Regions from separate parts of the Sus scrofa genome. Here region 2 is linked to region 1. Evidence: chromatin contacts called from public promoter capture Hi-C data. All regions are on one chromosome and are shown on one strand. Each heading gives the region's core, a stretch centred on a gene start, on an enhancer-like site or on the middle of the called end of the contact. The rest is flanking DNA. Distances are from core to core; before and after follow the strand shown. Region 1 holds the start of SNRPE (small nuclear ribonucleoprotein polypeptide E). Region 2 holds the start of PLEKHA6 (pleckstrin homology domain-containing family A member 6).

Region 1 (3,099 bases), core at 431-2,930:
AATACATATGATATCCTGCACCTTGCTTTTTTATTATATTTATTATCACAATTTTAAATTATGAATTAAAATTTTGTAACAAATCCTGTTTCACCTATACCCATACCAACAATCCATCCCCTATTCTGGCCCAGGACTGGAGCTAGGGTGAGGCAAGCAAAGTGCCTGGCATAATTTAAGGAAGTCCTCACTCTTGGGGTTATACTTGCATATTTGAGTGTGACTCATTAGATTTTGCTCCTTAGACTTGCCCTGAGATCCAGCTCTGCTGGCTCCTCTAAATTATTTTGAAGTAAATCTCAGGGATATCATAGCTTGATTTTTCTCTTACTGTATATTGGATATCATTTCATATCAAGACACCATGAACTTCTTCAACTTTTATTCTAGTTGCATAGTATTACACTATGTGAACATGCCATAATTGAGCTGGTTTCTGTTGATAGACATTTAGGTTGTTTTTGCCATCTTGGTATTTTAAACAGTGCTGTAATGATTACCTCACATGTATAAGTTCATCTGTAGGATTAAATACCTAGAAGTAGAGTTTAATAATCCACATTACCAACCCCTTTTTGATCTTTGCCAATCCAATGAGGGAAAACAATTTATTGTAATTTAGTTTCCATTTCTCTTATAACAAGTGAAGTCGAACATGTTTTCATCTGTTTGAAGATCATTTACATTTCCTTTGCTATACTGATTGTTCACATCCATTGCCAATTTTTACTTGGGTCTTTGTGTCAGATTAAAAGTGGATGCAAAAATAAATAAATAAATAAAAGTGGCTGCATGGGAGTTCCCCTCATGGCTCAGTGGAAACAAATCCTACTGGTATCCATGAGGACACAGGTTCGATCCCTGGCCTCACTCAGTGGGTTAAGGATCCAGCGTTACCGGGAGCTGTGGTGTAGGTCACAGACGAGGCTCTGATCCAGCAGCTGTGGTGTAGGCCGGCAGCTGTGACTTTGAGTCCACCCCTAGTCTGGGAATTTCCATATGCCCCGGGCGCGGCCTTAAAAAAGCAAAAAAAAAAAAAAAAAAAAAAAAAAAAATTGGGGCCTACACAGCAGATCACCACAACGTGGGATCCTTAACCCACTGAGCAAGGCCAGGAATCAAACCTGCGTCCTCATGGATACTAGTCCGGTTTATTACAATGGGAACTCCCCATAGCATCCGGCTTTTGAATTCAGATCGTGGCTCAAAGTGTCAGATATGAGAGCTCTGAGTTTGGGCTTCTTGCTGCCCTACCCTGTCCACCACAACAGTGCCATCAAGCCTAATTTCCAGGGAAATAGGCCTTAGAAAAAGGCACTAAATTAACTCACTTCACAGACAAAGGTGCCAAACAGGACGTTTGGGCTCTTAAAGCAGAGTCAGAAAATGAAGACACGGTGGCGCCACTTCATCAGCCGCCCCTCCCGGCAGCCGCCAACGCGCAACCGAAGCCGCTCTGCGCCTCCTTCCACCACACTCCAGGTGGCGCTGTTGGACCAACCCATGTTCCAAAACGCCATCGACTCAGTTTGGCCTCCCCCGGATGCTATAGAGCACAGAGATAAGCGGGAACCGTGTGGCTAGAGAGGTATTTCCCTGGAGCCGCCCAGGTCACCGCGCGAGCACCGAGCATTTCCGCTTCCGGCTCCTTATTCCGGAAGTTGCATTTCGAAGTAGTGTGGCCTTTGTGAGGTTCCACCATGGCGTACCGTGGCCAGGGCCAGAAAGTGCAGAAGGTGATGGTGCAGCCCATCGTATCCTACTCGGGATGTGAAAACTAGGAGGTTCGGACCAGGAAATGGGGGGCGAAGGAACAGAAAGAGCAGGCCAGAGGGAGCGGAGTGCAGCACCTCATCCCATGAGCCTCCGGGGCGCTCGAGACTGGTAGAAAGCGCGGGTAGTTGAAGAGTCGGTGATGAGTGGGAGGTGGGCTTGGGCGGACCCCTGCGGTGGGAAAGACAGAAATGGTGGGGGTGTGCGGATGGAAGACAATCTTAATTATGTACTGAGTGACGGCGGGAGTTAGCGGCGTCTGGCAAAAGGAAGATGTTGGTGCTGAAGAGACTGCAGGAGAGTATGGGGTGGAAGGGGTCGTTTACAATATCTGGGAGCTCTAAGTGTGTGCCTAATTGGGCACTTTTCGTTGCATAGGCACAGACTTCGAGTTCAGAAAACAAAAGTGAGGCGGGGGTAGAATTGACCAGTTTCAGGGGGTAGAGTCTGTGAATGTATGAAATTTTTCCTTAACCACTGGTGCAGAACCTCATCTTCAGATACTTGCAAAATGTAAGTTGTTTATTGTTAATTGTTTCATAATTACTTTTTAAGTTAAGGGTGAATTTATTTTGCTGTTTGTGTTATCTTGTCTGTTCACTGTTCTAAAGTTAAAAGTAGATGAAACTGGAGATTGGAAGGGTATTTGAGGGGAAGGAGTGCAGGGAAAGCTCTAATGTGATAAAATTGTGTGTAGCCATGCCAAGTCCAAGCATGCAAAGAGTTGTGTTGTCTTTACTTTGCAAGACCAGTATTACTTATTTCAAAAAGTTGTAGGCACAGCCAATAATTATTGGCTCAGGTGACAGTGGTATCCTGGTATTGCTACTTTTGTTTTTAGTGATCATGGCCAGAACATTGGGACCTTTAACCCTTCCCACTAGGATGAAACACTGGAAGAAAATTGAGTCAGCTTTAAACCAAATGGTGTGTTTTGTACTGGGGGTGAGGGGTGGGGAAGGGGGATGGAGGGACACACCCTTATGTATTGAAAAGACACTAAAAAAGAAAGATGGGAGGGATAAGTTCAGAGGATTCAGTGGAAACTTCTTTTCCTTTGGGGTTATTTTTAGTACTTGGAATTTGACTTGGCACTGCAGAGTGTTTAAATTATCTCAAAGAAATGTGGTTGCTGTTGACAAATTTTAGTGCGGCAACACAATGGAAAAATAGCCATTGTAATTTTTAATCACCAGAATCAAGGGTCCCTCTCCTGGTGATTAGGTATGAGAGGTGGAAAACCGAGAACTTACAGAAAGCTGCCTTGGAACTGGATTTTGCTATAGCAGATAAGAAACATCTTTGTGCAGTCCTATCGCAAGTTTT
Region 2 (3,099 bases), core at 400-2,899, 470 kb after region 1:
CTGTGAGTGGCTGTCTTGAGGAAGGCAAAACCCATTACGTGTGGGTAATGGTTCAGAATGCTGTGCTTCTAGACCCGCTATAGAAGAAGAGATTTCTATCCTGGCCAAAGATGCCTATAGTAGAAGTGGGCCAAAATAGCACCAGCAGAGCCACTCTGTTATAATGAGATTATGCCAGAGTCATTTTGGCTTATGAAATTAATATCACAGCACTAATATATTACTGAGAGCTGCAAAGCCTCCTTCTCTCTCAAGAATGCCAAATGTACTATGAGCATCTTCTTCCCCTTGACCACAGCCCCATAAAGAAAGGAGAAGGGCTGCCACCTGGTGAACCCTGAGTCCTGGGGTGAAGGAATTCAGGGAACTGGTGGGTGGTTAGAGGCAGAGTCTCCTGGTATGTTGTCATTTATTCCACATCTTCGGGTAGCAAAGGGGCGGTGGGCACAAGAAAGCAAGAACTCACGCCTGGCCCTTTCAAGTGGCTGAAGCGGAAAGGAAAAAACTGCAGGCTGGCCACCAGGTCTAGCCTTCCTCCTCAGGGTCCCCCAGTCCGTCTGTGACCAGGAGAAAGGGGAAGGCCAGCACCTGCCCTGCCCTGCCTTTCTCAGGGGCAGGGAATGCTGAGCCTCTGCTGGACTTTGACCTACTGGGGAAAAGGCGGGAGACACATTCAAACAGGCACAGTGATAAACTTATTAGTCATGCCTGCTGTTCCTGCCACCGCTCCCCCCCCACCCTCTCCTGCCAGCCCCCAGCCCTGCTGCCTTTCAAGTTGAACAACTTTTTTTAAAAAAGAGAGAGAGAGAATGAGACAGATCCACATACTTGATGAAGAAGACTCTCCCACCGCGGTCAACTCCGTAGGTCCACCGGCCGGGCAAGTCCAGCCAGTCAATCTCATCGGCCATCTCGGTGTCCCGCAGCCCCTCTGGCTCTCTGCCCACCCGGGCGCCGGGCTGGGGGCGCCGACCACGCACCCCCCCCCCCACTTTCTGCTCCTCCTCGAGGCGGTGATGGGGGAGGGGCCCGATGCGGTCCAGCCTGGCCCGCGGCGTGCCTCCCGGCTCCCTGGCAGGGACTCTGGCCTCTCACTGAAGGCAGCTGGCCGCCAGCCGGGCAGCAGGGAGCCGAAGACTTAACCCTGGCCGGGCCGAGCGAGCTCAGCGTGCGAGGCGGAGCCGGCCCCAGACACCTCCTGCCTCCGGGAGTCTGCGCTCCCCTCCGGACGTCTCCTTAACTTAATGACCGGCAATTAGCGCATGAGTAATCCTGCCGCTCCTCTCGCCGGGACTGCTCACCGGCAGCGCCGAGGGCTCGGTCCCCTCTGCTCCCCGCGGCCGGGCAGCCGGCGGGGCCGAGCGAGCGGGAGCGCGAGCCGGAGGATCCCTCCCCGAAGGGAGCAGGTTGCCGTGTGCGAGCGAGGGTGTTGCCTCCGCGCTCCCAGCTCCAAGCCTGCGCTCGACCGCCGGTCGGGCGAGCAGAAGGCGGAGCCCAGCGGCCGCTCCGAGGGTAATTCACAGCCGGGAGAATTCGCCGCAGCCCGGCGGGAACCCCAAGTCCCGGCGATGGGCGCGGAGGAACCAGTTCGGCTGAAAGAGCTTGGAAGCACGAACCTGAGGGACATGTCCACCCACTGACCGGAAAAGGGGAAGTGAGCAAACCTGGTTCTACTTGGCGGGAGGTTAGTAGAGGAACAAAGGTCAAATGCAGGGAAGGGTGACACGGGTGAAAGGAGCAAGGGGCCCCTTAAGATGTCAGCCTAATTAGTTAAACCAGCCCTTACCTTTCTTTCTGAGCGCTTCCTCCAAGAAGTTGGCCATGACTAAGAAGAATCAGGGTGAGACCTTAGAAACACTCAGAAGACGGCATCTTTTATATCCCTGATCCCTAATTTACACCGGAAAACGAAAGAGCAAAGGAAAAAAGAGAGAGAAAGGAGGAAATGTGTCTTGTGTATAGAATACAGGTTGCTGGCATTCAATACAGGCATATGAAAAATGGTATTGCTGGAGCCCATGGGTCTGCAGTCCCCGGTCTGTATCAAAGTTGGACTCCAGGCAGCTTTCTCAATTTACCCAGGACCTGCCACTGGGGCTCCGAGTAGATGCACACTGTTTGAACCCTTGTGTCAGACCCAAGGGAATAGTTAGACAATAGGAGAGACACCTGTCTTTGAAGGAAGCAATGTGTCGCATGGCAGTTGGCTAGTGTCTGCTGCGTGAGCACACTTATTGTAAGCATTCTAAGGGATTTAATGCCTGTTCCACTTCGGTAATTTCTACTCATCCCTTCAGGATCCACCTACGTGTCACCTCCTCCTGGAAGCCACTCTGATTCCACCCCAGGTAAATTTACATGTCCATCCTCTATGTGTCACGGAGCCTTATTAGTAACGCTACAAGGGAGTTTATCACACTGTAATGCGATCCTTGGTTTACTTACCTGTCGTCTTCAGGGGCGCTATTTTATTCATCTTTTTAGCCCCGGCATCTACCTGGAGCACCTGATTCATATTTAATGAAAGACTGATACTGTCGTAGAAATGGCCCTTAACTCTAACCATAGTCCTGTACTTTTGGACCTTATTTGGGGGCCTGATAAATATAACCATCAGCAACATCAGGGTGTGTGTGTAGGGAGAACTTTCTGGAAAAAGAAACAACTAGTGAGCCTTCCCAGGTATCTCCAGTGCTCAACCTAGACGGTGTAAAGTGTATGCATCTGATAGATAGTGAAGCCAGAAGATGCCACAAAGAACATATTGGCCAAGCCTCTTGTTTGAACCATGAGAAACAGAAGCACAAAGAAGGGAAGGGAAGGTTCCGGTCACTGAGCAAGGATCTGCCTCCCCAACATCCAGGCCAGAGCTCTTTCCATGACATCATCCTACCTCCAGCACTGGAAATTCACTCTGCCAGCATATACAGCTGAGTGCTGGCTCCAGGTTTAAGTTGAGTCCGTTCTCCACATGCAAAGGGAAGCAAAACCCCATAATATGCAACTCTTTTCTCCTTTCTCAGATCCTAAGTGTTTCTAGTAAAGAAAGCTGCATTTGATGGTGAAGCAGAGCCGCACCTGAGAAGCTTAGGTGAGGAT

Evidence for each region. Promoter capture Hi-C pulls out the DNA fragments that hold promoters and counts their contacts.
Region 2: a promoter capture Hi-C map of liver shows a contact between it and region 1, with 3 times the contacts expected there. The contact joins the promoter of PLEKHA6 here to the promoter of SNRPE in region 1. A contact is called at or near these places in 2 of 5 promoter capture datasets (fetal skeletal muscle and liver) and 2 of 47 Hi-C or Micro-C datasets (fetal heart ventricle and retroperitoneal adipose tissue).

The regions. Positions count from the first base shown.
Region 1 is chr9:64,558,864-64,561,962 of Sscrofa11.1, forward strand. It overlaps SNRPE (small nuclear ribonucleoprotein polypeptide E), which reads left to right and starts at 1,681. Exons shown (of 5, transcript NM_001097465.1): 1 at 1,681-1,754; 2 at 2,260-2,286. The coding sequence starts at 1,701.
Region 2 is chr9:65,025,806-65,028,904 of Sscrofa11.1, forward strand. It overlaps PLEKHA6 (pleckstrin homology domain-containing family A member 6), which reads right to left and starts at 1,650. Exons shown (of 24, transcript XM_021063215.1): 1 at 829-1,650. The coding sequence starts at 911.